2 separate regions of the Xenopus tropicalis genome follow, and region 1 is linked to region 2. Evidence: chromatin contacts called from public Hi-C data. All regions are on one chromosome and are shown on one strand. Each heading gives the region's core, a stretch centred on a gene start, on an enhancer-like site or on the middle of the called end of the contact. The rest is flanking DNA. Distances are from core to core; before and after follow the strand shown.

What was found. A called contact is a pair of places that touch in the nucleus more often than the background predicts.
Region 1: a Hi-C map of liver shows a contact between it and region 2, with 2.4 times the contacts expected there. The contact joins the enhancer-like site here to the promoter of cfap97d1 in region 2.

Annotation. Positions count from the first base shown.
Region 1 is chr2:112,087,727-112,093,512 of UCB_Xtro_10.0, forward strand. It overlaps rasa3 (ras GTPase-activating protein 3), which reads left to right. Exons shown (of 24, transcript XM_004911800.4): 12 at 478-592; 13 at 4,670-4,744. Among named protein-coding and RNA genes, the nearest start is that of gas6, 76 kb to the right of the region's middle. Within about 2 kb of position 3,880, at least 3 of the 11 cell types and tissues checked have an H3K27ac peak or open chromatin away from gene starts, as enhancers often do. A contact at or near this core is called in liver, where this site is marked.
Region 2 is chr2:111,988,164-111,993,935 of UCB_Xtro_10.0, forward strand. It overlaps cfap97d1 (CFAP97 domain containing 1), which reads right to left and starts at 1,285. Exons shown (of 5, transcript NM_203999.1): 1 at 1,158-1,285.

The sequences.
Region 1 (5,786 bases), core at 2,630-5,129, 100 kb after region 2:
TACTTAATATTGCACCTCTTGAACACCCCATATCCATTAGAACAAGGTGTCCCATCGTTATCTATTTGTTTATTTGTAAAGGCAATCTGTGTTGAGCACACATTTATTTTTTACTATTCTATGATTTGTCAGTAGTCTGTTTACAGAGCTTTGATAATCCACTGGATTGCGATTACCTCTCCTATGTTCTTTCTGTTCCCCTAATATTGCAAACCGTGACATAAAATAGAGGTCAGCTTAGCAGCTCAGATAAGGACCAGTTCTCTTGTGTGAGAACACTTACTAGGAACAGTTATCCTGTATATCTCATTAAAGAGCAGATGTGTGTCTCTGGGGTACACTCTAGGGTGCTTTCCAATACTATGTGCGGATGTGCAATGCCTGGAAACTCACATTAATTTCATTTTCTGGTCACAGTTTGTGTTTGTTTCCAGTATTAATAGAATAAAAATGAACAACAGTTGTTTTTGTTCCCAGAGATCCGAACACAATATTCCGAGGAAACTCATTAACCTCAAAGTGCATCGATGAGACAATGAAATTGGCAGGGATGCATTATCTTCAAGTTACACTAAAACCGATTATAGACGAGGTAAGTATATGAAATAAACGTTTTTAGGAGATACTGCATGTTTCTTACGGGTAAATTGTTTCTCATTTACCATTTTCAAGCTGTTCCCGAATTGGGAGTTATAATACGTTCTATGTATTATCTGTTTAAGCCCTTACCTTTAGTCCTTTTACCCTACATTTAATTTAAACAAGAATTTTTCTACTTATATCTCTGTGTCTGAGGTCATGGATGGACTAAAATATTGTACCAAGCCAGCAATTTTTGGGTCTAAATCCACTGGCTGCTTAATACAACACAATATTGTCATTAAAAATATCAGTTTTGGTATGGGCATTATTATAAAAGGGCTTCCCAAATTCTGATGCAGTAACAAAAAAGGAACATCATTTCTATTTAACTCTTTTAGATTGTAAGTGCTTTTGGGCAGGGCACTCTTTACCCCTTGTATCGGTTATTGGCTGCTGTGTATGGAAATTCTTGTTTTCCATATATACAGCCATTTATTGTACAGCCCTTTAAAATATGTTGACTTTTTATTGGATAATGGTGTTCTATGAAAAGGTGTTGATTTCTGGGATCACACAGGAGTTTGCATGTTACCTGCATCCATCCCATTACCAGGGGCCTTAATAAACTCCATAGGACCTACTGTCTGTGTTCTTTTAGGGGTTCAGGGTTTCAAAACTACACAGAATATCATTGACTGCAGAATGTCATCCTAATAAAGACACATATAAACAAATATACTGTGTATTTATAAAGTGCTTTTCTATACAATTCACACCAATCAGTGCATGCACAGGGCATCTGGCAAGCAATTCCTCATTTTGCTTTCTTTAAGAGTTGTAAATGCACAGTTAGGCGATAGACTTATAGTACAACTTTCTATTTTAAAAACACCTGCCTTGACCCTTCACACAACAGCCGGCTGCTATGAATGGCAGACAGTGGGGATATTTAACCCTTGGGTGAGGGTCTTAGACATGCGTTTACTTTACCTATTGGATACTCTCACTGGGTGGATATATTTTATTTACTATTTGTTTCTACAGTGGTAGCACTAATCAATTTGTCAATTCATGTGCAAAATTTGACAAGAATGCTATCCCTGGTTAACATGTTGTGGCCGTGCATATGTGTATGTGTCTTAATGGCATCAATACATTTATGTCTGCTCACATTAGTGTTTGCTTGTTAACTCTGGCTAGTTGTCTAGTCAGCCACATTAAAAAGACGAAAGAAGGTCTTTCTCTCCGAAAATTGCAGCAACAACTATTGCAACTATGTCTTCGCTGTAAGCGTTTCATGTGTGTGAGCAATAAGTACAAGGCTGTTTTTCAGTGTGGAATGTATTTGGTGCAAAGCTTGTGCTGTACATATAACACACTGGCGTTTACTTATTAACCAGGCAGTACAAACTGTTCATTGTTCATAGGATACTCTGCCAAGGCTTATTCCATGAGCCCCCAGGGTTTTATGACATACACTGAGATGTGCAGCTTGACACATGCTTAATGAACTTACCACAGTGTTGGGATATTCCTGGCGCAGATTTGCCCAAACATCTGTCCTTTTCTGGAAAATTACCTATTGTGCACATAAAATATTTAACTGATACATATTGAAGAAGATGAGCAGATTGCTTTACTTTTGTTCTGTAGGGAAAGCCAAAGTGGATGCTTACCCTAATAGCGTACCCTTTATTTCCCTTAAAAATGATAAACCCAGCCAAAGTTTTATTGTTTTTCTTAACCAGAATAACTATCATACCTACAGATAATGCTGAAAAACAGGTTTAAGTTTATGACTCAAGAACAGTGCTACAAAAGTGTTTTAATATGAGATGCAGCCCTGCATACCTTTTGTGTCTGCCTCTGTGTTGTGTGTTGCAAAGTGCTTTGACAGGGAATATGGCATTGCCTTGATCCAACAGAAGAGGGCAACTCTACTCTTGCCTGTTTGGCAAAAGGGGAAATGCACATATGCTGCCAATGTGTGGCGTCAAGAGCAGCAAGTAATAGATGCTTCCCTGGTAGGTGGAATTTTTACCAAACCAGAGTAACTGCAAGGAAATACTAGTTGGCGGCTGGGGTCCCGATGGGTGCCAGACCTAGACTAGTAACTGTGGATTCTGGCAAATGTCAGAGGAGCTGCTATAAGATGCCATAGTCAGTCACTATTTAGTGGGCCCGTGGGGACTGTTTATGTACTTGAAATGCCAGGGCCTATTTTGAGTCCCAGTTCAGCCCTGTTGGGTTCCATACCAACTGGAAGGTCCCCAACATTACAGTCTCTCCTTTTCTTTTAGGTTTAATCAGAGAGAGGAGCTCTCCAACAAATCTGATTGTAAGAAAACAAACTCAGAAACTGCTGTTAAACATTCATATCCAAAACAAGTGAATATAACAGAATATATAGTGGGGCATGGGTCTGTGACAAAGGATTGTGGTTGAGGAACAGATTGTGTGCATACATGTAAATCTCTTTCCACACATGCTTTGTTTTTGCACCTCAGTAAAAAGTACTCCCTGTGTTCTCTTGAGCAAGAGTGAGCAAGCCCGAGGAAAAAAACATGGGGGATAAATTAAAATTTTACAAGATTGCCAAAACCATTACATCTGGTCTGCATGGAAAGCAAGGAATTCCATGAGAACATTCATTATTCATGGAAAAGCCCGAAGCAGTCATTCAAGCATTTGTAAGCCGAACTGACCAACTGTGCATGTAACTAATTATAGCCATATATCAGAGAGCAGGTTAAAGAAGGGTGGCTGCATTAACATCTTCACAACCAGACTGATTTTGGACTGCGGCTCCTGGTACCAACTATATAGCCAAATAGCTCATTTGACCAGCACTGCTTATTAACATTTGTAGTGCCATTCAATGTTATATATTCCCACGAACATAAAGTAGCCGTCCCATCTGGGGCACAATGCCAAAATACAGAGTGCAGACTAATTGTTTTCATTTGTGAAGTGTGGGCTTATAACCTAATAGAAACAGCTCAAACTTGTATTACCAAATGTTATGGAATGAAGCAGCTGTGAAGTGCTGATCAGCTAATTGTTTAATATTTTTGCATGCTTTTCAGTGGCATCTCTGAATAGATTGTGAATACGCCCAGTGCCTTGCATGCATGCATGAGGAATATGCGTGTTTCTGTTCCTTTAAGCAAACCTGTCACTGGCTCTATTTTTTTGTTTTGACAGTATGTTCTGAAATTGTTGCACAGTCATAACGATAATGGTTACACCCTGCCTGGTGCTTCCATTCACAGTACAAATTTTGAGCTTGTATTGGGCAGTTTGCGAAAGTTTCTTCCGGGGCACTAAAATATCAACAAGTCAGACCACAAGCTTCCTCTCCCAGTCACTCACAGGAAACCTCATTTTCCCCACTTGTGAAATGTGTGCTTTATACTGTACTTGGTGCACAGAACTTTATAGGATTCTCTACTTGAGCTGGGTTAAATCCTGCCAGTCATGCCTTGTCTTTTGCATTCAGAACTCAGCCTGATAGTGTTAATAAATCATGTACAGGTATAGGATGCATGATCCAGAAAGCCCTGAATTACAGGAATGGATAGACTCCATTTTAATCAAATAGCTGAACTTTTAAAAATTGATTTCCTTTTTCACTGTGATAATAAAACAGTTCATTGTCCTTGATCCCAGCTAAGATATAATTACTCCTTACTGGAGGCAAAACAATCCTATTGGGTTTATTTAACAATTAAATTATATTTGAGTATGAAGTATGAAGATCCAAATTACAGAAGGATCCCTTATCCAGAAAAACCCAAGTCCCAAGCATTCTGGATAACAGGTCCCATACCTGTATTTTAATTCATTCACTATTTAAAGCAGTTCTTTGCATTGTGTAAAACATTGTTTACTGACATCTTGCTGCAATGTGATTTTTAAAATGGGCCACAACTTTTGGAGTACAACAGACATGGATTTGGGTGCAGCAGCCATGCTAAGCTAGTTGTGCCGGTACAGTGCAGTATGATGGTGTACCTAAATGATTACAGCACACTAATGGCAATTTATATCAGATACATTAATTCATTCTATTTTGTTTGACACACAGATCTGCGAGGCTCATAAACCCTGTGAGATAGATCCGGTAAAGTTAAAAGACGGTGAAAATTTTGAAAACAATAAGGTAAACTGAACCGATCTTACACAGTATGAATTTCTTTATTGCAAGGCCATTTTAATGGAGAGTCATACCATAATGAATGTTTTGCCCATGGTACCTTTCACCTTATTGGAGAAAGGAAAAATAATACCTTTGGGCTTGTTACTATTTGAGGCTAAAAATCGTGTTCAGAAACTAATACAATTTATATTAACCACCCGCTTTTTTTTGCTTTTTTTCCAGTAAGTAGTGCAGTAGGGCCAGCTTTGCACAGCTATTAAAAGATAAGTTAAAGTTTGCAGCACATCTGGTAACCCATAGCAGCCATTCCAGCATATGCTTTTAAGTAGATGACCAGTAAATTCCACCTTCTCTTTGTTTGGTGTGGACTGCTAAACCTGGTGCCAACTTGGCATCACCCCCTTATCCTAAGTAAGGATACAGGGTCATGGATGGCTCTCAACACACTCACATAAAGAGTGAAAACCTTTCCTTGGCTGGGTTCACAAGGGCACTTTAGATTTGCTTGAAAGCTCTCCTTTCCTCAGCCTTATAAAAATAGGACTGTAGCTAATAGGAGGGAGAATTTGTTTGCAAATGTTGGACAGATTCAGTAAATGTATAGAAATGCTTTCCAATTTTAGCTATTGCTGACACAGTTATTGGCCCCAGGAGTTTTAGTTCATGTGATCATAAAATTACCAAGCCATAATGCCACCTAAGGGCAGAGCCGTCTGGTGGTGCTAACCATGGCCAGAACTAGGGTTAGGCAGCATAAACACCTGCCTTTAGGAAGGGGGGGTGCAATTGTATGAAATGATTATTTTAGTATGCATAACAGCACATTATCTTAAATGCTCTTGATGAGACCACCTCCTTGTGTGTCCTTACAGTTTCTGTTTAAGATTATCTGTGTCTGCCACCAATTAATAGAGACAAGGGGTTATGGTTTGCAGGGAGTTTAGATTGCTTCTTTTGCCTTGACTGCTACAACTAATAGACCTGATCTGGATCTATCAGCTTATCACTAATAATTTGTAACCTGCTTGGTAACATGTATTTTCCT
Region 2 (5,772 bases), core at 35-2,534:
AAAGTATAAAATCAAGTGAAGGCTCTGCTTCCCAGCAACATCTGCATAAACTGAAAGCAATAATAATCTTGGAATCTGACACAAGTGTGCCTCATATGCATTCAAGCTGACAGCAGTGCCAAGTTTGCTATTATTTGTATGTTTGGGATAAAAGAGGCACCCCAAGGCTTGTCAGCTCCGTCTCTTTGGTTACAAGAAATAGAAAAAAAAGTGCTCTGAAAAAGCTGAATGAAATGTCACAACACATTCTGAGAATGATAATAGATTTTTAGGGTATTTCATATTAAACATTAATTCAGATGTTCAAACCAAGGCACAAACAGTAGGGCAATGCTCTTAGCAGCCTTTTACTTCCCAATATGCCATCTAATGTATGAGAAGATGCCACACAAAAAATCTCTATAGCCTACAGGGAGGTTAGGGACTATAATTATATATTGAAGTGCCACATCTGACCTGCAGGACTCCTGTTGGACTGCCCTGTGTTCTGTGTTAGGGGCAACTAGCATGACTGAACAAATAAACTGTCATTAAACTAGAATAAAACATGCATGACTTGAAAGATCAAAATGGAAGCTGGGGGATATTGTGGAAGATTTACTAATATATTTATGTTAAAATTGTGTACTTTCACACCTCTTGAGAGAAGATAAGTTGGAACTGCTTTACTTTAAATTTCCTATTCATTACTAATTTACAGCTTTAAAGTAATCACATAATTTTTGGCCAGGTATTGATTGGGGAGGCCTGTTGAGATCCCCATACATGGGCAGATAAGCTGCCGAGTCGGTCTTAAGGACCCGAATCGCAGCTGGCCACCTTTACAGTACATACAGTACTTTCCAGGTTGTTAGGGGAAATATATTGAATTGCTGGAAATCCTTATGTTCGATGTAAAGGTAGATAATAAAAAACTATTCTTTCTTAGTTTTTGGAGCCCTTAATTAACAAAAATTTGCTGGAAAAACATCACATAATTTGGCCTCATTATAACTATATACAGTATATGGCACCAGTAGACATTTTACACCTAATTGGGGACTCACCCATAGCTCCGCTGGAAACACCAAGATATAACAAGGGTTTGTATGAGAAATGTGTTCCATCAACTTTAATACTTTTAAATGCTGTTATTTATATCATTACACTAGACATACCTTTTTTTTATGCTCATCATAGTAAGTTTTATCCCATTTTTGCTGTAAGTATTTATTACCACATGGTAAGATTGGCTGGTAGGATCGATGCATTCTGTCAAAGTGAAACACTTCCCCGCCAGTGAGCAGCCTGTAAGTGTGAGGAGCAGGGAAGCCTTGGAGACTGTGATGTGTTTAAAGCAAGTCATGTGGTGGTTGTCATGGCATTTGTATTGGAGAAAAATGAATAGCTGGTGGTAGCTAGTCAAACACCATGCGCACAGAATAGCAAACAATAACTGTAATTCGATCTGTGGTGTATCCTTGTCACTGATTCCTGATAATGTATTTAATAAAAAGGAAGTTCATATGTGATGCATACAAAAGGAAACATAATACTAATCATCATTTATTGATATAATTTAAAAAAGGAGCAAATATTCAATCTTTGAACATAATACTGGTAGAGAACAGTGATCAATCATGCAAACCTTTGATTAATTATTATATTCTCCCATTTGAGTTAAAAAAAAAGGTTAACTCCTTGTATGAAGGTAGTGGTAGCAGAGTTATGTGTTGCAACACCAGATTGTAGCACCCCGGGGGTGTGTAACTGTAAAACCTCACCAACTCCTGGTGGCAGTAAAAGGGGAATAGATCCTGTGGGGCAGAGCAGAGGCAAGGAAGCAGTCTGGCAGCTTTAATCCTCACTGAGCTTGAGATGCTGGGCTAGATTTTGTATCTGAATGCAATAGACACATTGGATTGTAAACTTTACTGGGGAAGGGGCTGATGTGTGTGGTGCATAATATTCGTAAAGCCATGCAGAATATTTCTTTGCTATATAAAATGAGAAGAATAATGAGCCCTGTTGTTTATACTTTTTTTTTAATGAAAAATATATTTGCAGGTTTTACCAGATAACTGCAAAATCTAAGGACACAACTAAAAAACATATGCAAATGTAACCAATAACAGCAATGAATTTAGCAGGGGGCCTGCAAAATACATTGTTATGTCTCCTTTAGCCTTTATGTGATCCAGTTACCTTCTTATAAGTGAACAGACCTTACTGAAGGTAAAGGATTGTTTTATGAAGACTGGCAGGGTCAGACTGGGGGGTGCAGGGCCCACCAGGGCTCCCACCCCAGGGGCCCTGCAGGTGCCCCCACCGGTCGTGTCCTCCGCACCCCTTAACCCCCCCCGCAGAGCCTCCCTAACCCCCCGCAGGGTCCCTTACCCGACATCCTCCCCTGAGCGTGTATAAGTTTAAAATGTCAGGGGAGGAACGGTCAGCCAGGGGAGCACCTGCAAGGGTCAGGTCTGGGCCGCTGGGGTCCACTAGCGCCGGGGCCTACCGGGTTTTTTCCTGGTATCCCGGCGGTTAAAGCACCCAATCAAGTTCTTAGCCTAAGGGATCATGTGGTACTTTGTGTCCTTATCATTTGTTACTTGTTGCCGTTGCTAGAGTCTTGAAGTCCTGAGTCTGTTTCCACTTAAGGTGTTATGTATTTGCATAAGCTGTATTATGTTTTATAAAGTTATATGCTTTTGAAAGATGTTAGAATGTTGTGGCCTTGGGAAATAGAGGTAGGAGACTGGGAAGCTAATCTCTGTGTGTAAGAAATAAAGATTGTCAACTGTTAAGGGCTCTGGCACACGGGGGAGATTAGTCGCCCGCGATAAAACTCCCTGTTCGCGGGCGACTAATCTCCCCGACTTGCCTACCCCTGCCATCCCACCGGCGAACATGTAAGTCGCCGGCGGGATGGCAGACGCGGTGGCGCGATTTCGCGCAAATTGCCCCGCCGCGTCTGCCATCCCGCCAGCGACTTACATGTTCGCCGGTGGGATGGCAGGGGTAGGCAACTCGGGGAGATTAGTCGCCCGCGAACAGGGAGTTTTATCGCGGGCGACTAATCTCCCCCGTGTGCCAGAGCCCTAAAGGAGACATATTGGATAAATGGAACTCCCAGATGGCCTTCATTCTCATCATTGTGATGCCACCAATGATCTGATCAGCAAGATATCACCCACCTTAAGGTAACCATATGAAGGAAAGATGCTCTCACAGAATGCTCTCACTTTCAATTTATGGCCAGCTTAAGCCCCTGTGCTCTATTTTCTGATCTCCTGGTTTTAAACCCTGGTCTATTATACAGAATTGTTATGCTTGCCTTTCAATGGTCAACAAATATTGACTGTTGCAAAATCCTGGTACAATTAGTGCATAATGGTTTTACTGTCCAGAGAAAATTATAACAAAGTCTCACTTTTGAATGCAACAAGTGTGTCACACTAATAGCAGTATTTCCACTAGTGTTTTGAGTTAACAGGTGCTACTAAATAGTGCCACGTGAACTGTGTGCTAATACTATTATGGGATTTCTAGGGAAATATTTGTGGGATTGAAGAAATTTATTTAGTCTGGTTTTCCAAAATGATTTTGCCTAGTGTATTCTGGAAACTGTAAACAGATCTCTCAGTGAAGGAAGGCATTTTTCAAAGCCAAATCGCCATGGGTAGTGTAATTTTACCATTTTACCATTTATGCCAATTGTTACCATGTTACCATTTATGTCAATTCTCATGATAGTGAAGAGGATGGGGAGATTTGGGGAGATTTGTCAACCACGGTAGCACAGATTTAACCACAGGTGACAAATCTTACCATGTGCCATCACCCTAAAGGGCTTATTTAAAAACTTCTGAAGTTTCTGAATTCAAGTTTATTTATCTAAACCAAATAAACTTTCACATCGAATGATTGCTTATTTATTAATGTGGTAAACTTCAAGGTAAACTTCAAGTTTTTTTTTTAAAAGGTAAGTTTTTAATGACAACAGACAGTTATGCCAAACGTTTATCAATTAACTCGACTTTTTTTAGTGCAAAAACTTGACTTATGAAAAAAATTAAACCCAACCATTGATATATCTCCCCCTAAGTTTTTGCTCCACCAAACCACTCCCTTCCACCATGATTAGTCCCTTCCAGCCATCAGTGTGCACTGACAGGCATGGCATTGATGGTGGAGTAATATCACCTCCCCTCCCTTCTTCCCCCCCCCCCCAGCAGTCTATCAGCAGAACAATGGAAAGATAGCTAAATAGCAACTCCCTGACACCTGTGGTAGAAATCAGAATAGTAAAAAAAAAACAAGTCTGGCTTGGGACTCCTCCATTGTATGAGTAGGAGCAGTTCTAATGTGTAGCGCTGGTTCCTTCTGAAAGCTCAGAATCAGGCACAATGCACTGAGATGGCTGCTTACACACCAATATTACAGCTAAAAAAAATACATTTGTTGGTTTAAGAACAAAATATTATAATAATATGGTAAAGTTAATTATTTGCTATGTAAACAGCGTAATTTAGAAATAAAAATTACAGAATAAAATCATGACAGAATCCCTTTAATAATTTTGCCATTTATTTTACACAACTTTTTACATTGTTCTTTCATACACAGTATACTAAATTGCCCACTTTGTTAAGGTGAATTACTGCTTTACTGTTTTCCAAACAGCCATTAAATAACTGGCCATCAGGTGGCAATGATGAGCTGTTTTACAATTGTTCGGAACGGCCAATGAAGCAGAATTATGATATATTTCTTTTCTTTGAACAGGTAATCCAGTTCAGACTTCATACATATTTGTTACTGTTTAATATAGCTCCATATCAGTATTGTTATACTAAGACTAAAATATTGATTGGGGAAAAAAGAAGGGAAATAGAGCAGAATTGTCAGTGTCTAATTACTATTGAACTGTTATATGGAAAAAGCCAGTACTCATGCTGAGATGAAAGAGGCTGGTGGGTGCCTGGGGGGGGGGGGGGGGGGGGGGGCAGCCTGTCACTCTGCAGACCCAGAATATATGATGAGTTTGGGGAGAAGCTTCCTGCAGGGCAGATGAGCACATGCTACATATATCTCGATCCTAAACAAAAGATCAGCATATTATTAGACTCATGCATTGCTGTATCTTACTGTATTGTCAGAAAAACACTTAAAAAGTATAACTGATACCATTTCCTTAGGGGCTGATTTACTAACCCACGAACGGGTCGAAATGAGTCCGATTGCGTTTTTTTCGTAAAGATCGGTATTTTGAGATTTTTTCGTATTTTTTGCGATTTTTTCGGCGTCTTTACGAATTTTTCGTTACCAATACGATTTTTGCGTAAAAACACGAGTTTTTCGTAGCCATTACGAAAGTTGCGTAAAATCTTGCGATTTTTCGTAGCGTTAAAACTTGCGCAAAAAGTTGCGTTTTTTTTCGTAGTGTTAAAACTTATGCGAAACTTCGCACCTTTTAAGTTTTAACGCTACGAAAAAGGCGCAACTTTTCACGTAAGTTTTAACGCTACGGAAAAATCGCAAGATTTTACGCAACTTTCGTAAAGGCTACGAAAAACTCGCGTTTTTACGCAAAAATCGTATTGGTAACGAAAAATTCGTAAAGACGCTGAAAAAATCGCAAAACATACGAAAAAGTCGCAAAATGTTCGTTTTCAAGTCGGAACTTTTCCAATTCGGGTCGGATTCGTGGGTTAGTAAATCAGCCCCTTAGTGTGCAAACCTTTATCTGTGCCAGTGTATTTTACAATGACCATTTAATATAAAAGTAAAAGA